Linked DNA regions of Mus musculus: all the other regions are linked to region 1. A link is a contact called in public Hi-C and promoter capture Hi-C data. All regions are on one chromosome and are shown on one strand. Each heading gives the region's core, a stretch centred on a gene start, on an enhancer-like site or on the middle of the called end of the contact. The rest is flanking DNA. Distances are from core to core; before and after follow the strand shown. Region 1 holds the start of Tpk1 (thiamine pyrophosphokinase). Region 2 holds the start of Ndufa5 (NADH:ubiquinone oxidoreductase subunit A5). Region 3 holds the start of Wasl (WASP like actin nucleation promoting factor). Region 4 holds the start of Pot1a (protection of telomeres 1A). Region 5 holds the start of Lsm5 (LSM5 homolog, U6 small nuclear RNA and mRNA degradation associated).

Evidence for each region. Hi-C and Micro-C count contacts between places; a contact is called where the count stands out from the background. Capture Hi-C pulls out chosen DNA fragments and counts their contacts.
Region 2: a contact with region 1 is called in a Hi-C map of regulatory T cells, with 6 times the contacts expected there. The contact joins the promoter of Ndufa5 here to the promoter of Tpk1 in region 1. A contact is called at or near these places in 2 of 39 promoter capture datasets (liver and pre-B cells), 16 of 484 Hi-C or Micro-C datasets (CD4 T cells, CD8 T cells, double positive thymocytes and 5 more) and 2 of 9 other capture datasets (adipose tissue and liver).
Region 3: a contact with region 1 is called in a Hi-C map of CD4 T cells, with 6 times the contacts expected there. The contact joins the promoter of Wasl here to the promoter of Tpk1 in region 1. A contact is called at or near these places in 3 of 484 Hi-C or Micro-C datasets (CD4 T cells and rod photoreceptor).
Region 4: a contact with region 1 is called in a Hi-C map of CD8 T cells, with 6 times the contacts expected there. The contact joins the promoter of Pot1a here to the promoter of Tpk1 in region 1. A contact is called at or near these places in 1 of 39 promoter capture datasets (pre-B cells) and 1 of 484 Hi-C or Micro-C datasets (CD8 T cells).
Region 5: a contact with region 1 is called in a promoter capture Hi-C map of liver, with 6 times the contacts expected there. The contact joins the promoter of Lsm5 here to the promoter of Tpk1 in region 1. A contact is called at or near these places in 1 of 39 promoter capture datasets (pre-B cells), 3 of 484 Hi-C or Micro-C datasets (CD4 T cells, CD8 T cells and regulatory T cells) and 1 of 9 other capture datasets (liver).

What each region holds. Positions count from the first base shown.
Region 1 is chr6:43,664,095-43,668,623 of GRCm38.p6, reverse strand. It overlaps Tpk1 (thiamine pyrophosphokinase), which reads left to right and starts at 2,346. Exons shown (of 9, transcript NM_013861.4): 1 at 2,346-2,488; 2 at 2,807-2,864. The coding sequence starts at 2,822.
Region 2 is chr6:24,525,792-24,530,320 of GRCm38.p6, reverse strand. Ndufa5 (NADH:ubiquinone oxidoreductase subunit A5) reads left to right here and starts at 2,631. Exons shown (of 5, transcript NM_026614.3): 1 at 2,631-2,795; 2 at 3,004-3,048. The coding sequence starts at 2,775. It overlaps Asb15 (ankyrin repeat and SOCS box-containing 15), which reads right to left and starts at 2,177. Exons shown (of 10, transcript NM_080847.3): 1 at 2,052-2,177.
Region 3 is chr6:24,662,481-24,667,009 of GRCm38.p6, reverse strand. Wasl (WASP like actin nucleation promoting factor) reads left to right here and starts at 2,015. Exons shown (of 11, transcript NM_028459.2): 1 at 2,015-2,474. The coding sequence starts at 2,367.
Region 4 is chr6:25,807,249-25,811,777 of GRCm38.p6, reverse strand. Pot1a (protection of telomeres 1A) reads left to right here and starts at 2,560. Exons shown (of 18, transcript NM_133931.5): 1 at 2,560-2,603.
Region 5 is chr6:56,702,178-56,706,706 of GRCm38.p6, reverse strand. Lsm5 (LSM5 homolog, U6 small nuclear RNA and mRNA degradation associated) reads left to right here and starts at 2,008. Exons shown (of 5, transcript NM_025520.3): 1 at 2,008-2,084; 2 at 3,298-3,393; 3 at 3,674-3,701. The coding sequence starts at 2,039.

The DNA.
Region 1 (4,529 bases), core at 1,097-3,596:
ATCTTCTTCTGTAGGTATTTTGGTCATCTGCACATGTGGGTTGCGAAAGTGCCCCCTTGCCATGAATAAACATTGCCCCACCTAAGGCCAGACTATGCGTCTCTTTTTTCTGCTCTCCTCCCTTCAATTGCTCATTAATCTAACACACACTACCTCAATTTATCTATGTATTTAATGGAATCTTTGCCAAAATACCCATATTTTTCACAGAAAGAAAATGTTTTGAACCACAAAAGATCCCAACTAGATAAAGTATTCTGAACAAAGTGGTAGGTCTCACAGTATTTGTTTTCAAAGCACACTGGAAAATGACAGTAATTAAACCGGCCACTTAAAACCAGACACACAAAACAGTAGAAAAGACAACTCAGAGTTTGAGTCCCTGTTTCTGCAGTCAGTTGATGTCAGTGAAGGCAGTCAAATCATATCTTGGAGATGGTGCTATCCTTTTGTGAAAGGTTCTGCGAAACTGAACTTCTGTATGCGAAGAAAAGAAACTAGACACCTATCTTCTACTGGGTATAATAGTCAGTGGAAAAATGGATCAAGACTTAAATGTGAGATGTGAAATTCCAGAAGACAATATAAGAAAAAACACTTAGACATTGGTTAGAACAAAGATTTGTATTGTTTTTTTGTTTTTTTTTTCAGTATGTGTAAGGAACGTGAATGAAAAAAGGGAACAAAAGGGAAGGACATGACTGCTCCTAGGTGTGGTGAAGGAGAATGTTTATTGTAGATAAAAGGGAGAGCACAGCCAGAGTTGGGGACAACTGGAAGAAGTCTGAGCTGACACTTGTGAGGAGAGGGGAAAAGGGAGAGGCAGGAGAGGAGATGGTAAACAAAAGGACCAGGTATGCAAAATGGCTGGATTATATGGGAAGGGCTGGAGACATTTAGAGTAGGAGGTGGGGTATGCCATCCGTACCCTGAAACAGCTAGGAACTGAGCAATGCAGAGGGAACCTGACAACCAGGTCCATGTTGGCTCTTTGTCATGGGTTTGAGATCTAACAACTTTTCCAAACAACCATGGCAACAAATAATCTAAATTAGAAGTGGGCCAATGACTTGAATAGCCATGTCTCAAGAAAGGATGCATACATGGCCAAAAAAGCATAAACAATACTGCCCGCCATCGCAAATCCCCAGGGAGTTAAAATAAAACCACAACAGGATATCAACATGAGAGAGATGAGAGATGGAAGAGAGGGACAGTGATAAGGATTCTTACAAAGGGAAAGTAAGGAAGCTGGGCAAGGATGCAGAGAAAGAGAAACTCGATCATGGTTAATGGAAGTTTAAGTTAGCGTAGACCTATGGAAAACACAATGGAAACTCCTTAACTAAACAGGTGATAGAACTACCATATGGTTCACTCATCCCACTGCTGGGCATACATCCAAAGAGAATGGAAAACACAGTCAAATGCTCTGTACTCTTATGTTTATTGAAGTAGCATTCCTTTGCAAAGATATTGTAATAGAGAAATGGCATTCTTCAGTAATAAAAATAATGAAATAATGGAATTTACAGAGATGTGGATGGGACGGGAGGACATTATGCCTGCCAAGTGAAGTAAGTTGTCAAAGAAAGGCAAATAGTGTATGTTCTGCTAGCTAGAAGCTAAAATGTTGGCATCAAAACTGGAAAGAATTGAATAATGATTGCCCAAGTTTGGGAAGTGTATTTGGAATCTTTAAATAGAAAGAAATGGATGTTTGAGTTAAAAAGATTAAAAAGGACTTACCTATTACCCGACTGGGGAAGGGGAAGTTCATCAGTTAGAATGTTTGACTAGCTGGATACCCAGCACCAGCCACATTAACTTGACATAGTAGTCATGATTGAAAGAGCAGTACTTAGAAGGAAGAAACAGGAGGACCAGATGAATGAAGTCATCTTTCGCTACACAGTGATTTTTGAGGCTAGCTCGGTATACCTGGAACTGGTTTTTAAACGCAGGGATGGGTCTCTGTTATTTCTGGGCCAGCAGGAGACCTACAGGTTCTCAGAATTTTTGAGTCCTCATCTATGCTGGCTTAGAGATGGTGGTGGTGAAATTTTGGTTCTTTGGCTTTGCTAAAAAAAAAAAAAAAAGCTGCATTCCTACAACGTGGTGATTTATTTTAAAGGGTTCCCATTGGTATGTTTACAAAGCACTGTTTGTGCAAAGCACGGGAAGCAGAAGATGAAAGAGAAGGTGGACTCAGTGGACTGGGTGTAACAGATGGGCGAAGGTGGATGGAATTCTCCACTGTGCAGGGAACTGAGCACAGCAGGCTGGTACTAAGCACCCCGCGGTTGCTAGAAGCTACGCAGGCGGCAGCCAGGGGCCCCTCCGGAAGAGGCGGGGCTCTGTGCTCGCGCACGAAGCCCTCTCCCGCGAACGCGCGGCGCGCCCCAGGCTCCGCAGCCGAGCGCCGAGCTTTCGATCCGTCACTCCCGCAGCCCTCGCTCGCGTCGCTCGTGGCTCCACCCGCCATTGTGTAAGTGCGCGGCTGCCGGCGCGGGCTGGCGGGGCGGGGGCGCGGGAAAGAGGGAGCGAGGGAGGCCGCCCCTCGCCGCCAGTCCCCGGATGGAAGCTGGGGCGTCTGGGTGAATAGAGGCAGTGGCCGGAGCTGGAGCCTGGAGCTCGCTTGAGATTCCAGGTTCTCCAGCCTCTGCCTGGGACTTTCCCCCGCCCACCGCTGCACCTTCCTGGCCTCCCGTAGTGCCGGGTCCAAAGTGCCTGCTGCGGGATGCTTACTCCTGTCGCAGAATTACGTTTGGGAAATAACTTGGGACTTATTTTGTTTTCCATACAGAATCCATTCCCCGCTATGGAGCATGCCTTTACCCCGTTGGAACCCCTGCTACCTACGGGTACCGTATTCTTTACCATGCTACAGTGTCAGCACGAGCCCCGCAGAGGGACCTCATTCCTACCCTGAAGGCCTTAACCGAAAACTCCATTTCCTTTTTCCTGTGCGCAAGTTAGCAACCACACCTGTGCCTCTGTTTCCCTGTTTGGAAAGTGAACATAAATATTTAGTCTTTGCCCTGTAGAACTTTTGTGAGGACTGAGCGAGTTGATACAGTTTGTATCCTCTACCTGATATTCCAAGAGTAAACAACCAACATGCCAAACACACATATCCAACCGTGGAACATTTGACACTGGGAACGTGAGGGATGTCCATAGCTGTCTGTCAGGGACGTTTCTAATCATCTTGAAAGTACCTGAACTTAGTACAAGATCAGTACATGGTTACATACAGTGTCTTGAAGTTTTAACCCTAAGGCTTTTAATTTTTATTATAAAACTTGGTGCTGGGGATTGAGTCCAGAGCCTTGAAAATGCTAGGTAAGATACACTTATCAGTAAACTGATTACCCAGCCCATAGGATTTTTATTTCTCAAACTTTGAAGTTATTGTACTTCACATGATGACATGTGGAATGAGTTTTATTAGTAGCATTTATTCTTATGTAATTTGACTACAGTGATAAATTGTAAGGCTAGTTAGTTGTATTTAATTTTCAAGTTACACTTTTTATCTATGGATGTTTGTGTAGGTACATGTGCGCATATGCATATGGGGGTCAGATGTCATTCTGGGGTGTCATTCCTCAGGTGCTGTCATCCACTTTGTTTCTGAGTTTCTCACTGACCTGGAAATAATTGATTAGGCTAGGCTGGCCAGCTGGCCAACTGGATAGGGACCCCAGGTATCTTTCTGGGGCTACCTCTCTAGATATAGGATTATACGCATTAGCTACTATGCCATGTCTCTGGTGTCTATGGTCCTGTGAACCACCTTGTATACCTCTAGTCTACTGTTGATTCTTTTTATCTTATATAAGTGAGGGAAATAGTGATAGATTGAGAATTAAAACAGGTTGTTTTATTAATGTGGTTATGAGGTTTCCGGTTTCTCACTGTAAACAGTTTTTCAGACATAAAGCATCACAACATCTTGCAAATTAAATTTCACAGTTTTTTAATTATCTAATAATGGCAGAACCAATAGCATTTCCAAAAATAAGCATTTGATCCTGGTGGGCTCGCTGTCCTTCAGATTACTTATTAAGAATGTTGGTTTCTGAAAAATCGTCAGTGTTTTCTGCCTTGAAAGTACAGAGAGGGCTAAGTGGTGTAAGATGATGTTGAAGAATTTGAATCTATGGGTTTTAATGTTAGTCCTGCTGCTTAGTGGTTCTCGGACCTTACACTTTTGTTTCTTCATCTGGAGAGCAGAGGTCTGTCCTGGGGCTATTGGTGCTATCAGTGAATTCATGTGAAGCAATTCGATTCAATAGCTAGGAGTTGTTAGATTCAATGGCAAAGTCTCAGAGCAAACAAAATGGCACTGGGAGTTCAGGGCCAGTTCTGAGATGGGAATAGTAATGTATAGGAATTGAAGTGCTTTGCCTTCGATTTTATAACCGGCTCAGTGGAGAAGCCTTGACTCTTTAATTTTGTGCACTTTTATGTCTACACTGGAGCAAGGCCTGTAACACTGTGGTGTAGATACCTGTGTCAGATAC
Region 2 (4,529 bases), core at 1,382-3,881, about 19 Mb after region 1:
TCATGGATTAACTGGACCCGGAAGAGGCAGCATTTGAGATGCTTCAACTATATTTGTATCACAGGATTATATGTAGCAGAGAAAGGACAAGTTGTTTAAATATAAAGACTCCTAAGATTATTTCTTTCTTCATTATACGTTATATATTCTGTTTTATTTAATATTGTATACTACAAGCAAGGAAGCTCTTAGACCCCAAAGCTATGTTCACTATGACATTTTGAGGTAGTGGGGGAGAATATGATTACACTATTTACCCAGGCTTTCAAAACATGTGGATTAGTATGAGAATTCCACCCTGTACCATTGTAAAAGCTTATATATAATTTTAGGAAGAATTAGGGAGGTTCTGATGTTTCTTAGCCCCAGTGGTTAACCCAGATCATCTTCATTTCCCTGTCACCTCTGAAAGCAGGCACCACACTGTTTTGTTACCCCATTGTACTGCTCTTTAAATGTCTTGACCAGTGCTGTTAGTAAACATAACATTTTTGTTATTGTTTCTTTCTTTTTTTTCCTTAGTGGAAAATTTCCAAAGAAGTAGGCTTGGCTAGAGTGAAAGGTGGGAGAATGCAGTTTAGTCAGAGCGATCTGACAGTTGAAGGTTTTTCATTTATCCACGAGATGCTCTGGTTAAGTGATTTTGGCCTTGAAACTGTCCAGGGAACAGGACTCTGTTCTGATGAGAAGGCTAGGCTGATCTCATGTCAGGCTTCAGAGTGGCAGTTAAGGAGACTAGGCCTAAATCTTTGTTTCCAAGAACTGGGCAATTCCAAGCAAGTCCAGGCCTCAGAAACTGTCCTGCCACCTGGCCTGAGGCAAGGACAATGAGGTCAGCAGCAGTTCCCAGACCTCCTCAGCTACTTCCTCAGCAACAGCTTCCAGCCCCCAAGATAGTAAAGGAATGTCCCTAGAGATGGAGTAAGATAAGGGTCATCTACCCCAGAATGCCCTAATGTGCTTTAAATCAGGCCTGTGAGTACACTTGCTTGTCTCTCTATCTTGGTAATGGGCGATTCCAACATGCTGGACTTCTGCAGAATAAAACACCTTGTGCTTATATACTATTAGAGTCTGGAGTATCATTCTTCAGTGAAGCATGGATGCTTACACTGACTGTTCCTTCAGGATGCAGCATCCTTTAGCTGGTTCTGTGTAACAACAGTTCTTTACTCGGTCTCACATTTCCACATAAATACCACCCTCTCAGAGACAGGCTGTGCCCTGCTCATTCCTTTTGAAAATGGTCACACTGGACAATTTTACTCATTAATTTTGTTGAACCTCTTTCTGAACAAATGGTATGAGAGAAAATCTCCAAGTGGTTAACTTAATGACTCAAACAGGCCTAGTTAGGTTTTGGAGAGGGGTGTAAACTGTCTGGTTTGGCATTGTTATCACTTCTGGTACAAGCCAGGAATGATAAGTTATGTCCCTTCGGGCAAATGTCCTCACCATTACCTGGGCACCAAGACACTCTCTTTCAGTTGTTTCTCCTAGTTTTGTTTGTTTGTTTGTTTTTGTTGTTGTTTTGTTTTCCTCTGTTGAATCAGAACCCTGGATTTCATTAACTACCTAATTTTGTTAAGATGGAACCTCTCACGATAAAGCCTCTAACCACTGAGAAGCAGAACCACAGGCTCCAGCTCAGGTTGGAGGTTAGAGGGCCTGAAGAGCAAATTCTGTAAGATGTAGTAGGTCGAGAGCTTGGCTCTAGTTCTCCTGCCTCAAACTCCTCTCTGGCATTTTCAAACTTTCCTAAAATCCGCCTTTCCTAGAACTGGGACATTTACTCCTCTGGGTCGGCCATACAGTGCACTTCTACCACCTGCGAACCCAGAACATTCTATTCTTGCAATGTTTGTTAATGCATTCCTAGATCCCCTTCTGATATCACAGATGCCACGGGATGTGTCCCTTTATAGCGAATTCTACTGTCTCTAGCTTAGAATACCACTAGCAAGCTTTCATTCAGTGTGGCCCTCTACAACAGGTTGGTTCAGAAATCTACTTATTTTTGTACCGCATGGAAGCAATCCGTTTTGTAGTACCTCATAGCCTGGATCAGTCAAGTCTGTCTACTCTCGATGTCTTTAGCAAATACTGCCATGCAGACGCTTGAATCCAAAGTTACAAAGAACACATGCATCTTTTATAAAGCCATGATTCCACATTCTAGAACACACTCAACAATGACAGATGTTCTTGGGATCTGGAGGGACAGAGAACAGGGACTATGACCTCATAAACACCCACTGGAACAAAGACTACGACTTCATAACCTTTCATTCATCAGTCTCCTCAAGAGAAAACGGATGCATCAGATGGTTAATTCCACTTTATAATTTCCACTTATGAGTATGCATTCACACACGTGGAGGGAAAGCATTCTTCATGGTGCTCAGGCCTGCTTCCACCCTCATTTCCATAACCTGAGGAAGTCCGGGTAAAATAGCAGTCGAAGGCTGAGCAAAATCAAAGTCCCTGCAGTGACTACGTTGCAAGTTTTTCCGTAGCGTAGCGCTTTTCTTAACCTTTAGTACTCAGAGACGTCAGTCGGTCTCTACTACACCAAAGCCCTGCGTGGAGCCGCTTGTGTGAGCTGCGCAGGCGCAAATCTACCTCTCCTAGGTGGGCGGGAGCTGCCCCTACCCAGCCCGAGCGGTTGGAGCCAAGAGTGTTCTTAGGTGACTCAGGGGCAGCATCGACGCTCGATTGAGCGGGCTTGGGAAAGGTTCCCAGAGGGCTGTGCGCTGGAGGCGCTGGACGCTGTCATGGCGGGCTTGCTGAAAAAGGTGAGCGTGTGGAGGTCACCGTGATGCTGCGAATGGGGACCGTAGGCAGCCGCGTCTCCCTCATCGGTGGGCAGAGACGCTAAGAGGAGGGGTTGGGGGAGTGTTCCGCTGTCCTGGCAGGGGGCGACAGGGTGCGTAGTTGTGTCGGGAGGGTCGGCTAACCAGGGGATTACGGTAAACATCACGGTCCTGTTTTGTCTCTGCACAGACAACTGGCCTGGTGGGGTTGGCGGTGTGCGACACTCCACACGAGGTAAGTGCGACTTTTTGTGTCGTCCTTCTCAAGCAAGACTGTGATCGACCGAACTTGCCCTTGCAAGATTAACGAGACCCCCGTGAGCTCTGGCCTCCGGGGCAGCGCTGAGCTTCGCTGACCCCGTGGCATCCTTTTTGCAATGCCTCCTTTTGCCTTCGCCGTGACCTCTTAATTAAGACGCGTTTCTTCACGGCATTCTCTTAGCGTCAGTGGTGTGGAGTATTCTCAGCTCCCTTCAGAGTCGCATTTTCATTTTCCATCCTTTCCCTACCGACATTTCTGCCTTGCCTTTCGCACACTGGCTGACCCTGTCGTCCTCATGGTTGCCTCCTTCGGTATCCATTGGGGAAACATAAACAACAACCAAGACCAAACAAACCTAAACAAAACCACTGTGATTTATCCCCCCTTTCAGCAATTGCACCATTTCTTTCCTTCCCGTCTACACACATAACTCGAAAGCGTTGTCAGTGCTCACTGTCTCTTACTCCTTGAGTACACTTAAGCGAGGCCCAAACTTTTTTTTTTTAAGGAGTTACCAGTGATGCTAAATTTGCTAGTCAGTTCACATTTCTCGTAATTGTACCGAAAGTGGCATTGAAAATATCCTTACGTTTATTTATTTGTGTGCATGCCAGTGTTTGTCCGTCAGAAAACAACTTTCTGAAGTTGGCTCTCTCCTTGCACCTTGTAGATCCTGGGGATCTTTCAGGTCACGGGGCTGTTGGCAGGCACCTTTGCCCTCTGTGCCCTCACATTGACCCAAGTGAAGCATTTTTGACACTCTTGATAATCTGCATTAAGTACTTTGTTTACTGGATGTCAGAGCTTCGAAGTTTCTTAGTTTGGGATTTTTGTTTGTTTGTTTTATTGTTTATTGTTTCTTTCCCCCTAATTATTTGCCTTTTCCAGTTGTTCCTTCATTTCCCCATGTTGTAGTATTGAAGACCTAGCTCTTAGACAGGTTTTAGGTTTAGGTTGGCTCTCATGGGGTACAGACAACAGTTAACGTTTATATTTCCATATCAAGTACTGACCTTTTATAGTCATGTGTGTGTATGTATGTATTACACACATGCTCTTAGTTGACATCTTCACTTGTGTCAGGCAGCTAGGTAAGGGTTAGCATAGCCAGCTGGGATGTCTCATTTGAAATGGTCCTGGATTGCTTGCATGACCCCACACCTCACTTGCCACTAAGAAAATCCTCTGGGTTGACCCCTGGGTTATGCAGCCTCTGTTCACATCTCATCACCTCCTTGGCTGCTGCCATTTTTTCTGCCACCATCCTTATCCCTGTGACAATTACATTTCTCTTGTAACTGCTTTTCCCTGCTTTCTTTCAGCTGGTTTGCAAGTGCTAAAACATGTTGGGTATGCAAATCTTTCTTTAAAACCCTCCCGTGGCTTTCTATTTTAGGGGTTGTCCAGATGACTTAACAGACCACGCTCCACTGACATGTCTGTTCCAGGTTTCA
Region 3 (4,529 bases), core at 766-3,265, about 19 Mb after region 1:
CAGTCATTCTCTGGTCTAGGTCCTATCTAGCTTCTTGGATTTTACTAATTAACAGGCCTGTCTACAATTATAATATTAGCAGTTTGGTTACTTTAGCAAAATGGACTAAAACAATCTGGCAAAATCTGTAGCCTGATCACTAAGAAAAAGAATATGTTCTAAACTCATGGACATAGATTTGAGAATTGTGTAAGGCTGTGAATTAAAGGTTTTTGAAAAATCAGGCTTATATAAAATAGATGTAAAAATACATGCTTCAATACTTGATCCTCTAAGACAAAGATATACATAGCAGACCACTAGCAAAGATGGTGAAAAGGGAGACAGGCCGTGGGTACTCACTGTGTATCAGGTACACTAGCACATGGTTTTCTCTCTACATTTTTAAAGTAGGTCTAACTGTCCCAAGTTCCACTATACTACCTCCATGAAACAGTGATTTTATTTTACAGATGAGGAACCTGAGACAGAGAAGCAATTCCCGGATGTATTTAAACAACCGTCTAACTGGAACTTCAACCTTGAACCAACCGCAGCCTATGTTTTTGGATAAGGAAGTGTTCGAGTTTGAAAATGTCAGGGCTGAAACATTTCTCAAGAACTTGTGATGATCTTGGCTGTCACCATGCTTTCAGTTGATAAGAGGTGCATTTTTAACAAATCATAAACTGACTCATCTTCCAGGTTTCTTAGCCCCACGGTTCAAACATTTCTTGTACTTCAAATGGTGCCTTTCACAAACCTACTATTTTAAAAAGTTTTGCCACTTTTAAAGATTATCTTTTCCGTTAACATTAACATAATTTGAGATATCCATATACTATGTGAGAACTCCTAAGAGTATATTCGCACATCCTCTGTTGTAGGCTTGCTCTTCATCACCCAATTTCATTATGTGCATTATAGGCAGCTTTACAGCTTTGTTTTCAGTTCGTCGGTAATAGTTTATCAATGTATTGAGAGCTATCAGAAATTTACCAGAGTTTGTCATAAAAGTTGAATATGCAACTGTTTAATTAGAACTAGGTAATTAGCAAACATCGTTAGTACAACTTATGTGATACGTTGTATGATTAATGTTAATAGTAGGATGTACATTTTATAGAATTCGCTGTAATCTGGTTTATCATCTCTATATTCCAATTTTTTTAAATTAAAGCTTTTTAGTTTTCAACCAATGATTTTATACTAACCTTTAATATTATGAAACACAGTAATGAATTCTCATTATTTACTTCTGCTGGGAATATTGCTCAGCTGGCTGAGTATGCACCAGGCCCTAGGTCCCTGCACCTAGAATACAGAGCCATGAAATTAACTCGTAAGGAAAAAAGAGGTAAGGTGTATTCCTACACGACATTCCCAAACGCGTGCATTCATCCTGAATTAAAGAGACAAGGTGCTTCCAACTTGAGATAGAGAAAGATTGAGAGGGGTAGTTTCCAATTCACAAGGCAAGGAAAAAACTACACACACCTATCCCACGAGATCCGCCAGGCGGGTGGTGGACGCCTTTTGCGATTCTGTTTTTGACATCTCTGAAGATGTCTATCCTGATCTTAGCAATGTCCCTCCACGCCCCGTTGGCGGCCGGGACTAAGATCCAGAAACCCGAGGCACCTGCGGCTCTGACCGAAACTACGCCGGCCGACCTTTCTCTCCAGCTAAACTAGATCTCCCTGACAGGCGGCCTGAGAGTCTCGCTTCGATGCCTAACAAACACTGGCTACGCGGACCCGACGCTCCGCAAAGGTGGGCGCTGCTGCAAGGGGGCGTCCGGCTCGGCAGTCAGTGTAGGAGACCCGCCAGCCCTGCCTCGCTCTGAGTCTGCGCACGCGCGCGGTGGTCATTGGTGGGGGCGACTAGCCTGCAACAAGACCTCAACCGGGATGAGCCTTGCCGCTTCCGGAAGGGGCGGGGCCTGGGTAGGACACGCCCCGGCACGCAGCAACCGAGGGGGTGTCCCGCCTTGCCGAGTTTCCGGCGCTCTCCCCCGCGTCCCGCGTCCCGTGGTCTCGCCCGCCCCCGCTGCCATGTTGGATTGTGCGGCTGCCGCCGCCGCCGCTGCCGCCGCCGCCGCCAGAGGACTGGAGGAGTAGGGAGTTTAGCGCAGCCGCCGGAGTGCTAGGACAACGACCATCCAGCCGGAGCTGAGCAGGGCGGGAGCCCGGAGCTTCCCTGTCGGCGCGCGGCCCGAGGGCGCCCGCCGTCATCTCCTTCCCTCGGCCTCCGCGCGCCGGAGGAGCGACGACGGGATGCTGCGGCTGTGACCGCCGGCTCGCGCCCCTGTCACCCAGAGTGGGACCCGAGTGCTCGCCCGCCGCCAGAAGTGACGACCCTGGACGCTCCACCCCACCGGCGACACCATGAGCTCGGGCCAGCAGCCCCCGCGGAGGGTCACCAACGTGGGCTCCCTGCTGCTCACCCCGCAAGAGAACGAGTCTCTCTTCTCCTTCCTCGGCAAGAAATGTGTGGTCAGTAGCCGAGACCCCCCTGTCGCCACCCCCCAACGTCTACTGGCGGGTTCGGGCTGGGGGGGAACGGGACTCAAGGGTAGGAGGGAGAAGGGGGGCAGGCTCGGCACGGCTGGGGTGCTGCTGCGGGCCAGGCCTCCAGCCTCCCGGGCCCTGGGGCTCCCCTCACCCAGCTCTCCGGGTGCAGGCCTGCCCGGCCCGGAGCCACCTCCCCCAGCTGCTGGAGAACAAGGGAGTGTCACCTCCATAGGCCTGCCCAGTAGCCCAGGTCCGCCGGGCCGGGCCGGGTCCGTGCCCTTGCTGCAGGTTCAAACTTTACTCTAGACCACAAGGGGATTTTGTTCGTGCATCAGCAGCTTAAGATCTCAGGACAGGATCCCAGCATTGGCCCTTGCTTCACTTCCCACTTCTGGATCTGGGTTATCTTCTTTAACAATGCTAGAGGTTTTAGGAATGAATAGATGGGGAAAGAAGCGAATTGGATTTTCGGTCCGCCTTAAGGATTCCGGGAGAGAATAAAGTGCAGTGCAGGTTCATGGACACTTAGGATCAGAGCAAGGGCAGGAAATGCGCCTGCTCCCAATTGCAAAAAACAAAAACAAAAAAACAAAAACGGGGTTTATTTCTCCAGCAGAAACTAGGCCTAGTTTCTGCTCTCCGCCCCACTGTGGGTTTTTCTTTTCCTCCCTGGCGTTGTGGGGTGGGGTGTAGGGTGCTGTTCGCTCCCAAGCCATGCGTAGGGAAGCGACAGTTTCTAATAGCTCACGGCCTTTGGGATCAAAAGTGGTTCTGAGTTTGGTGCTGTGAGGAGGCCCATTCCAACCCCAGATGGCGGATTGGGAGCAAGCAGTTCTGTGGGAAGGGGAATGGGTGTTATTGACGGAAGCATTCATTACGTTGGCTGCAGGCCTTTCTGGGGTGGGGAGGTTCTCTGGGTGAAGGCCTTATCTTGATCTTCCTGAGGTGACTGAGTTGAAAGGGGGATTGTTGGAATGCTAGCCGGCTCCCTTTCTGCCGTGTTTGCTAGCTCTCACAGAGCCTGTGCCTCTGGAACCCAGGAAACACCCAGAGAAGTTTCAGCCGAGCTGAACCATTTCATATCCTCCCTTGGCAATGTTGGAGATGTCAGAATCAGACTACACCTGCTGAAGAAGTTAAGAGGAGACAGTTTCTGGAAAGTTACCAGATTAATTGTTAACTTCATGATCTGACTGTTCATATCGACTTTGGGAAACCAAATCATTCCATCGGACTTAAGATGTATTTCTTGTTCTAAAATTTAGACTTTAAAGAACACTGCGTTCACTGACTAAAGTAGAAAACAGTGGTTCAAAAAAAGAAGAAAAAGAGTTTGGGAGAAAATTTACTTTAAAGATGAACCAAGTCTGTCCTCTATAGTTCTTTAAACAAATGAGAAAATGGAGCTCTTGGCCCCAAGTCACATAGTAATTTAGGAATGTAACTGGAACTATATGCCCAGTTACTTTGTACTTTCCACTACATCATGTTGTTTGGTGAGGATTTTGTTCCCCTTATTGATTTGTCTCTCAAAGTGGTGTTAAAGGAATAACTACTTCATTTTTTACATAAAATTAATAGAAATAAAATGTAAATTTCTTAAAGCAGCATTAATTTTTGCATAATTTTCAGTTTAGGGAAATCTTTTTATTTTATTTTTATTTTAATATGAGCTGCCTGCAAGCAGGGTAGAGGTCATCTTTGCTGGTCTAGTACCTTTAGTGTACAGTCTATCAAACATTAAGTAGCTCACTGTGTTCACATACCAGGCCCGTGAACTTCAGGCATGGCAGACATTCATTTGTGTTCTAGTATATGCGTTGCTCAGAGCTTACTGTAGTGTTTACCCAGGGTTTCAAGGAAATGACAGATGTGGGAGTATATTTCGATAGACAAAGATAACACGGCTCACTGTAAGCATAAGTGGGTTACTGAAATGGTTACAAGTAGTCAGTGCTCAATTTCTTTACATCATATATTATTAATCAACTTTACCTTTTGAATTGCAGTAACTTAAAACCACATTGTTGTTGCTTT
Region 4 (4,529 bases), core at 1,311-3,810, about 18 Mb after region 1:
ATGTTCAAATACAAATTAATTTTTGATATGAGGAAATACAATACAGGCTCTGGAGTCAGATGCATCCCAAACTCTGCTATAAAAAGGGAGATCATGAAACAAATCAGGATTAAAAATATCTAGTTTGTAGAAAGTATTTATATCCTTGAAACATTGAGAATAACCACTATAACAAGTAACTAACTAATCATATATGTATACTTGTGGCACACATCTTCATTAGATCTTGTAGTATGTGTATATGTATGTGATAAAGAGAGGAAGAGGAAAAAAAGTTAAATAATTGAGTTGGTAAGGGATAAAGCAAAAATATTACTTTTAATCCACTTATGGCCAAAATTTAGAAAATAACTGATCCTGGGCTATGCAACCCCAGTGGATGCATCTATAGCACAACCCCCATATGGAAGTCTTAGATAACATCTGAGGAGAGAGTGGCATGATTATAAAGGCCTTCGGACCAGGAAGTCAGCTGTGAGATTTGTGTCTCCTAGAAATGACTTGGAAGCTACCCCTGTGATACATCAACAATATGGCTGTCTAAACAAGACAGGATTAATTACATTGTCAGTACAGAGACTAATGTGGAAAGGAGGAATCTCATGGAATCTTTACCCATAACAACTACAGTGACTCAGTGACTGCTTCATGTATCATCTGATAAAATCCCCATCCCAAATCTGTTGTTCATTATTGATCAGTGGGAATCTCATCTTAAACATTTCTTGATGAGGAACATCTTTTTAAGGTATATGCTCTGTGTGTGTGTGTGTGTGTGTGTGTGTGTGTGTGTGTGTATGTATGTATGTATGTACTTAAGGAATGTATGTACTTAAGGAAAAAAAAAACATGAAATTGAAGAGTGAGGAGTGGCCATAAGTGGGTGTAGTTGGATTGAAAAAAAAAGAAGCTAAATGATGTAATTGTATTTTTTATTGTAAAAAATAATTTAAATAAAGAACGAAAACTCACACAACTTGGGAAAATCCTTGGCTAATAAGATGAGTTTACAAATTTTGACAATAAAACCACAGTGCTTTTGGACTTAGTAAAAAACTTCTTGAGACTAAGTATCTCCTTTTGGCTTAGCAACACAGAGTATTCCTGTTTTAGTTAAGGAACATTTCCATGTAATCAGCTGGGGGTTTGGGAAGGATGGAAAGGCTGATGTTAAAGGTAAGAAAAGAAACATGTTTTTCCCTGGAGTATTGTTCATCCAATGAATATTTAGCTCCTAAAGCTAGCAGCCATTATATACAGTCTTGGCTGTAAAATAGAACCGTTATCCCTGCTCCTAGTAAACTTCAAATGTAGAAGAATGTGTTTAAATACTGAGAGAAAGTAATGAGGAGAACATGACCATGCACTAGGAGGATAGACGGGATTTGACTGTGGTGGAAGTGAATGTGGCACCAACTGGGTATAGGCTTTGTCTGAAGTCAGACACAGATCAGATGGGGGATTAATTCTGAAGCGAAAGCAACGCTTTGTGAAAAACACAAGTACAGCAGCTTATTTAACAGACCGGGAATTCGTAAAACAACAATTGTGCATTTCACTCAGAAAAAGGGTTGTTCTTCCTGGGAAAGGGGGACTTTGTTCACAAGCCACTTGAAATAAGCTTCAAAGTATGCTTATGTTTGTTCCTCCCACTCCCGAAGAATGTTAACCCGTTATTATAATGAAGCTATCACCAGCAATAACGGTTCTCTTGACCAGTATGTCACCAGTTTGGTTGATGGTTCTTGTTAATTTCTCTGATTCCCTGCTTGCTTATTGCCAAAGTTGCTGCCTCCAGGACCTCAGCTGGAGTTAGAAGAATCTTCCGGTTCCCTGCTCTCAACCAAAGTGCACAGGATCCAAAATCCATACAGTGGCTAAACTTAGCGGATAAATAGTATTTCACAACTGTGTGAAGTGACTAACAGTATGGATCTGGGCCTTATTATACTCCTCTAATGGGCAGTCCTTGAATTCCACTTTAGTTGTTATTCCTGGTTCACTTATATTTTATGAACACGGGGAGTGGGGAAAGAGAAGAAAGCTTTAGAAAATAATGGCAAGGTTCTTCAGTTTACCTGAAAATACCCCAGATGTCACCAAAGTGCTATAAAACAAATAACATCATCACCATCATGTATTTATAGCCTTGGAAAAGTCGTATTTGAATGTTTAACTTAGAATAAAAGCTTTAGCGTCAGGGGCTTCCAGTCGACAGAATGGAATCTGGAACCAGCCTGGTTTAGAATAGAGTTCTCACTTGCTACAGGATTTAAGACTCTTATTTTGGATTGTGTGGCTAGCCTTTAATGGCTGATCCTAAACTGGTCCGGCTCGCCCTGCAGGCTGGGGATTGTCTCCTTTGGGCAACCGGAAATCCGCGTGAGCCAAGGAGCGGAGGGGCAAGCAGCCTTGGTGGCTGAGACACAGCTTGCTGTGGCTCCGCCCTCTTCTTCCTCTTCTTGTTTACCCGGGAGTTCCCGGCCAGCCACACTGCAATTCTAGCGGAGTACGCATGCGTGAACTAAGCTGCTCGCGCCCGCGCGCGTGCATGACGTCACAGGCGCCTAGGTCCAGACTTTAGTTGTCCGCGGGTTTTGCTGGTGAGTGAATTTGGGGAGGTTTGGGTTTCGCTGCGGGCCGACCCTGGGTAAATATAACGAGGACTCTTCACTGCAAAATTTGGTGCAGATTTGCAGAAATGCTGTTACACGTACTGTTAGTGTTGACCGATCCCTATCGGGAAGAGACGTGAACAGATCCAAGTCCTCCCTCATGCTGCTGAGTGTTTTGGGGACGGTTGGTCTCTATTCGTTAAGCAGCGATGCTATTGAGTAGCCCAGGCAAGGAGTTTGAGAAGTTTCAACCTAGAGTTCACAGATTAACATCAATTGCAAGTTTCTCTTAGGATATTTACGAGTTTGAGGGAGGAGGCAACCAATGCCAGTTTTGAAATCAGGAAGCTTTTTGGTACAGTGTGCGTACACAATATTTTCATTGACAAAGGGGTTAAAGAATAAAACCCGTGCTTATCTCCCGCCCCCACGTCCAACATTTTAAGATACCAAGGTGAAGTTGGTGAAATTGTAACATCTAAAATCTTAGAAGTTTTTTAAATACAAAAGCTAAGTGGAAATCCAGCTAAGAAGGTTGTTAACTCAGAAAACATTTTCCTCCGAGAAGGAATACCCATACTTTATATTTCGTATCTTTGTAAGAGATTGGTTTTTATTTTTACAGTTACAACTGAGACTGAATATATCAGTTTACAGTTTTCCAGCAGTCACATAACGAGCATATTATTTTATGATACAATGGAAAACGTTTCTAAGGTCCAAGATAAATATATCTGACCATTATTAATTCCAATTAGTAATGTGTAGCAGTATGATATGTGAACATGAGATAGCTTTTTGGTTTCATATGTTAGATTAAGAAATTAAAACTGAGACTTTCAGTGTGACACAGTGTATTTAACCTTTTTGACAGTCGTGTATGCTGAAGAATTTGGATGCTGTTGTAAAACTGTTAATTTCATACTAGATGTTAGCAGGAGAAAGACATATAGAGGAACCTCCTCTGCCTCCTGTACAAAGAATATATAGGATATAGAAAGCTTAAAGGGAGAAAATCCAATTAGGTAAGGACAGCAATGAATGTAAGAGTTGATAAAGATTTGAATTAGTGATAGAAAGGTTAGGAAAAAATAGTCATTTAATGCTAAGTGAACAGTACAATTTAGTATTTTTTTTCTGTTGTATGGCATTTTGGTGTTGTGTGTATGTTAGTTTGTTTAATTATCACAAAGACTTGTGACATTGATGCTTTATAGCTTACCTATATAGACAAAGGTGCTGTATTTCAGAAAGGTTAAGTAATTTTCCTGAGATCAGATAGCTAATAGATGGCAGAGATGGTATTTGAATTTAGACAGCCTGTTTCAGACATGATGAGATAAAATGCAGAACAATTAGAATAGAGGGTCAGTGAGTTCAGGAAACTTAACTGTTTTAAATTCTCAACTATGCTGGGCAAGAGGAGAGGAGACACAGTCTTGTGCCCAGAGTTCAGGTTTGGATATTGGAGAGAGCTGTCTCGGGCTATCTCAATCTGTCCCTAAGTATAGATTTTGACTTACTTCTGTGTTCCAAAAAGAAGTTGAATGCTTTTTGTTTTGTTTGTTTGTTTGGTTGGTTTGGTTGGTTTGGTTGGTTGTTGTTCTCTTTGCCAGCCACAGTGGGTTTCCACCAAACTCAGAGGCTTGTCACTCAACTCCTCTATTGTTAGGCCATTGCTCTGATGAAAAATAAGGGGGAAAGAGTCACCCAAGGCACCTGCCTTTCTGCTGTGCTATTGTCTTCCCCTTGGTCTTGACTTTCTCAGGTCTGTGAAGAGCTTGTGAATGACTGATTCCCTTGGTGCTCCTAAGTGCCCTGTACAATTGCACAGCCCATTGTTGGCCTTTACAGTCCATTAAAAATGTCTGATAAGTTTTCTCACAAATGTTAGTATCTGTCATTTGCTTTGTG
Region 5 (4,529 bases), core at 759-3,258, about 13 Mb before region 1:
GTTTGAGCCCCGGAATACACATGATAGAAGGAAAGAACACATTCCTTCAAATTTTCTTCTATTACACATGTGTGTGCACTCATATGGTGCACACAATTCAATGTAATTTTAAAAACAGTTTTAAAAGCTTTTAAAAATTGTGAAGTTTGGATTTGACTAAAAGTCACTAAATTCAGAACCAGTGGATTTAATCACTATGCTATGTCCCAGTGTTCTTAGTCTTGAGGAATCGGGTTTTTGAAGGGTAGCTAACTTTGAATAATTATATTAAAAAATACATCCAAGTAATCCTGACAGCTATTGACACTGCTGTCAGCCAGCATCGGCCTCCAACAAGACTACACAAGTCAGGATAGGTGATCATCTCTGGCCAGGGTCCTGCAAACTGAACATCTTTACCAGGACATTGAGCAGTATCATGCAGTTAAATAGAAAAAAAAATGAGTGAAGACTGGGGTTACTCAGGAAATGGATTTGAAAAGGCAAGTGTTTTATGCTCAATGTGGGAGAAATGGGTATGGTTTAAAGACAAGATCAACAAGAGAAGCTTGGAGTGACACACATCCACTGCACACAATGTTTCCTTTTCTCAGAATGCGGCTTTTGCCTCTTCTCTGCTTACCCATTCTTAGTCACTGTGTGAGAAGACTCCCAACAACTCCTCAGTTCTTCAAGCTGTGGCCAAGGGACAGTGTTTTAACTTGTTTTAAGCACAAGGAACTTAATCCTGACTCTTACCTCAAAAGGATGGCTGTCAAGTGTGTTTGTAATTGCCTTGGGACCTAGTAGATCTGTAAGACTTATAGATTGGGCGTGGAGGAAAAAAAGCCACCACTGGCTTGGAATTGAGAATGGAGCTGAGTTTTCATTGCTTTCCATATTAAATCCCATAGTGCTGTGCACATGAAATGTACTATTTGTCCTCCTTCCCACTCTCTTGGTTGAAGACTTTTCTGAACATTGTTTTATGTATCCAGCAAGCTGCTAGTCAAACAATATTCCACTGATATGTTTTTTCAATGGAGGAATGAAGGGTGCTCATCTCTCATATTTAGGCTGTTTGGTTTTAAGTCTGTCACATGAGATGGACAAAGGCAAAGTATTTATCTGCTTTAACAACAACAACAACAACAACAACAACAACAAAACAAGCACGTAAACGAACAAACAAAAAACACTAGGGCCCAAACTCCGGGCCTCATGAATGCTAGGAAAGTACCCTATAGCCAAGCTACCAGCTAGCCCTTGTTAGTTTTAATTTCTTATTTTGTGTCGGGGTCTAAGAGGGCCATGCCTGCAACAGATGCCTCCTTTTGTCTCTCAAGTGTTGGGTTTACTGGCCACTCCACGTTAAAAGGGGGCTTTTTAATCTTTTCCAATGCAGAAGTGTGATAGCAAGGTTTCCAAACATGATGGAGTCAACATACAGAGTGACATCTTACGGTTGCCTGCAAATTGAAAACTGATAGTGACTTTAATGCCTGTAATAAACCAGACACCTAGAAACGACAAGAAGAAATTAAATAATAGTAGAAGTTTTTTGTTTGTTTGTTTGTTTGTTTGTTTTTTCTAAAAAAAAAAAAGCTTGTGAAAAATGCTGCTTTATAGACTTTCAGTCCTCTGGCCTTAAAAGTACCAGATTCCTTAAAAAAAAAAAAATGAGTAGTTGTTGAGGAGCATGCAGAACGAGTTTATAGTAGGAAATATAAATTGATTTTATTGCTCTGAAGAAAGATACAGGCTTGAAATGCAACCTTCTAGAGGAAAATTAACCGACTCAGAGATCTCGTATGCTGGTCTTCCGGCGGCAAATTATCTCTGAAGTTTAGCAAAACTTGGGGGTACCATAGGTGCCTGTTGGGTTGGTGGCAGGGATAGAGATCCGAACCTCTCTATCGAATCTGTCTGCGATCCATTGGGATCCTCTGGATCTCAAGATCGGCTTTGGATTAGTCTTGTCTGAACCAGCTGTGGAAAAGGGCGGAAGCGCGCAATTTTAAAGTCTGCGCCGGTGTCCTTAGCCACTTCCGGCGTGGCCATGGCGGCTAACGCGACCACGAACCCGTCCCAACTCCTGCCACTAGGTAAAAGTCTTGTTTGGGGAGCGGTCGGGTTGCTGCAATTCCACGCTGGGGGCCGAGGCTGGGCCACCGCCCCTCCGGGCCCGGCTGTCCGGTCCTTGGCGTCACTGGGCAGACAGACAGACCGTTTTGCCTGTCGGTGGTCGGTGAGGGTCCCACTTAGTGAAGGACGTGCTCGGCCTTTTTGAGCTCGCCAGTAAGATGTCATGAGTCGCGCAGTCCCAGTTCTCAGCTTGGCCTTCTTGGTCTCCAGATCAGGTAGACCCTGTATTGGCTTGGGTAAGGAGTGCGCCACGGCATACAATGAATCTTACAATAGAAATCTGGAAACTAGCCCCGTCGTTCATTAATTCAACAAGCAATTCCCGCGCAGTGCCAGAGAACTGTTGAATAATGAACTTGAATTACAGCCATTGCTTTCAAGATCGCACACCGGCACGCATCGTGCTGAGCAATTCTAAGATGCTGAGATGAACAGGTTGGCCCAGGAGCACAGAGAGTTAAGGTTAAGTGAGAGAAGGAGTGACGGGAAAGCCGGTGTCTGTAATAATGCTTCTCCCTTGTCATGTTTTGGGGCTGGTGAGCTTAGTGAATGTGTCTGTGATTGAAAGTTTTTGCAGTGTTAGATATTGTTTATCGGTACAAACACTGATGAAGAAAAACAGTTATGGTCTCCACCCACCTCATGGTGTGTGTTTTCATACATTAATCAAATAATCTAAATAAAAATCACAGTCCTATTAATTGCAAATAAAGAGTTAAGTGAAAGCTAAGGCAAACATTTGTGCTAACGATTAAACAGAGATTTGTGTAAGATGTAAAATTACCGAATGGTTCCAGATACATATGTAGGAGAGTATGGCCTTTTTTGACATCATTGGGAGGGGAGGCTCTTGATCCTGTGGAGTTTGATGCCACAGCATAAGGAGAATGCTGGAGTGGGTGGGTGGGTGGGGGAGCACCCTCATAGAAGCAATTGGGGAGTGGGGAGAAGGTAGATATGGGAGGGGTGTTGTGGAGGGGTAACCAGGAAGGGGGAATATCATTTGAGATGTAAACAGATGGAATGATTAATAAAAGTAAGTAAATAAATAAATAAATAGCAAAAAACTGAATGTTTTTGCTTATCTTTAATGATAAAAAATAATAAGTGAAGTAGGCATTCAAATGTTGGTCGATCTAATAAGTAGGTAAAATTACCCTTTTCCTTCCACAGAGCTTGTGGACAAATGTATAGGGTCAAGAATTCACATTGTGATGAAGAGTGATAAAGAAATTGTCGGGACACTTCTAGGATTTGATGACTTTGTCAGTATCCTTTTTAAAAGCGGGAATGGTGTAGGTTTCTAAAGATGTATTAATATAAGAAAGAACTATAGACAACCGAAGAATTTCTGGTTATTACATTAAGAATAATTTTGTTTTCCAGGAACTTGGTAGTATTTTAAGAGGTGTGTTTGCTGACAGTTGATAGGGCTCTTGCCAACAACAAACCTTTTGAATTTGCACTATCATAGTGTTGAACATATTTTAAACCAAACAAAAACATATACCTGAATAAACCTTATTTATTTTCTTAACATTAAATTCAGATATGGTGTTGGAAGATGTCACAGAATTGTGAGTAGTATTTAAAAAATTAAAAAAATTTGAGAGGAGGGGAGGAAATCTCTTTTTAATTAAAGATGGTGCCTTGATTACTTTTTTCTATTAATGTGAAGAGACAGCATGACAAAGGTATCTTATGGAAGAATGCGTTTAACTGGGGGCTTGCTTACAGTTTCAGATGGTTAGAGTCCCTGACTGTCCTAGCTAAGAGCTTATATGTTAGATAATAACCAAGAGAGAGAGAGAGAGAGAGAGAGAGAGAGAGAGAGAGAAGTAAATAGAGAACGCGAGCGCACTAAGTGGGTATAATTTAGGTTTTTGGAATCTCAAAGCCTAACAGGGTGATACACCTCCTCCAAAAAAGGCCACACCTCCTAATCATTTCCAGTTTGCCAACAGAGGACCAAGTGGAGGCCATTCTCCTTTAAACCTCCATAGCAGCTTTAGTATGATCGATATAAAAAAAATTACTTGTTGGAAAATACCTTAATACTGAAACGTTATTTACTGGTGTTTGTGAGGTCCAGTTAAAGGATTATTATCTTCATATTATTCCTGAATTTGTAAGAAATTAGTGTGAACAAGCTTTATGGTGAATTATATTTACATGAGTATTATCCAATGGGCAGTTTGTATTCTGTATATATTTACTGTAATTATATGCGTTCACATTGAATCATGTGTAAGAATAACAGCTTTGTCACTAGGGATTGAACCCAGGGCCTTGTGTGTGTGCTCTGCCACCAAGCTATTCTCCTTACCCCAGTAGGACTTTTAGGGAGGGAAAGTGTTTCTAATACTGCCTTTGATTACTTGTTTATCCAGACTCCATTTAATCTA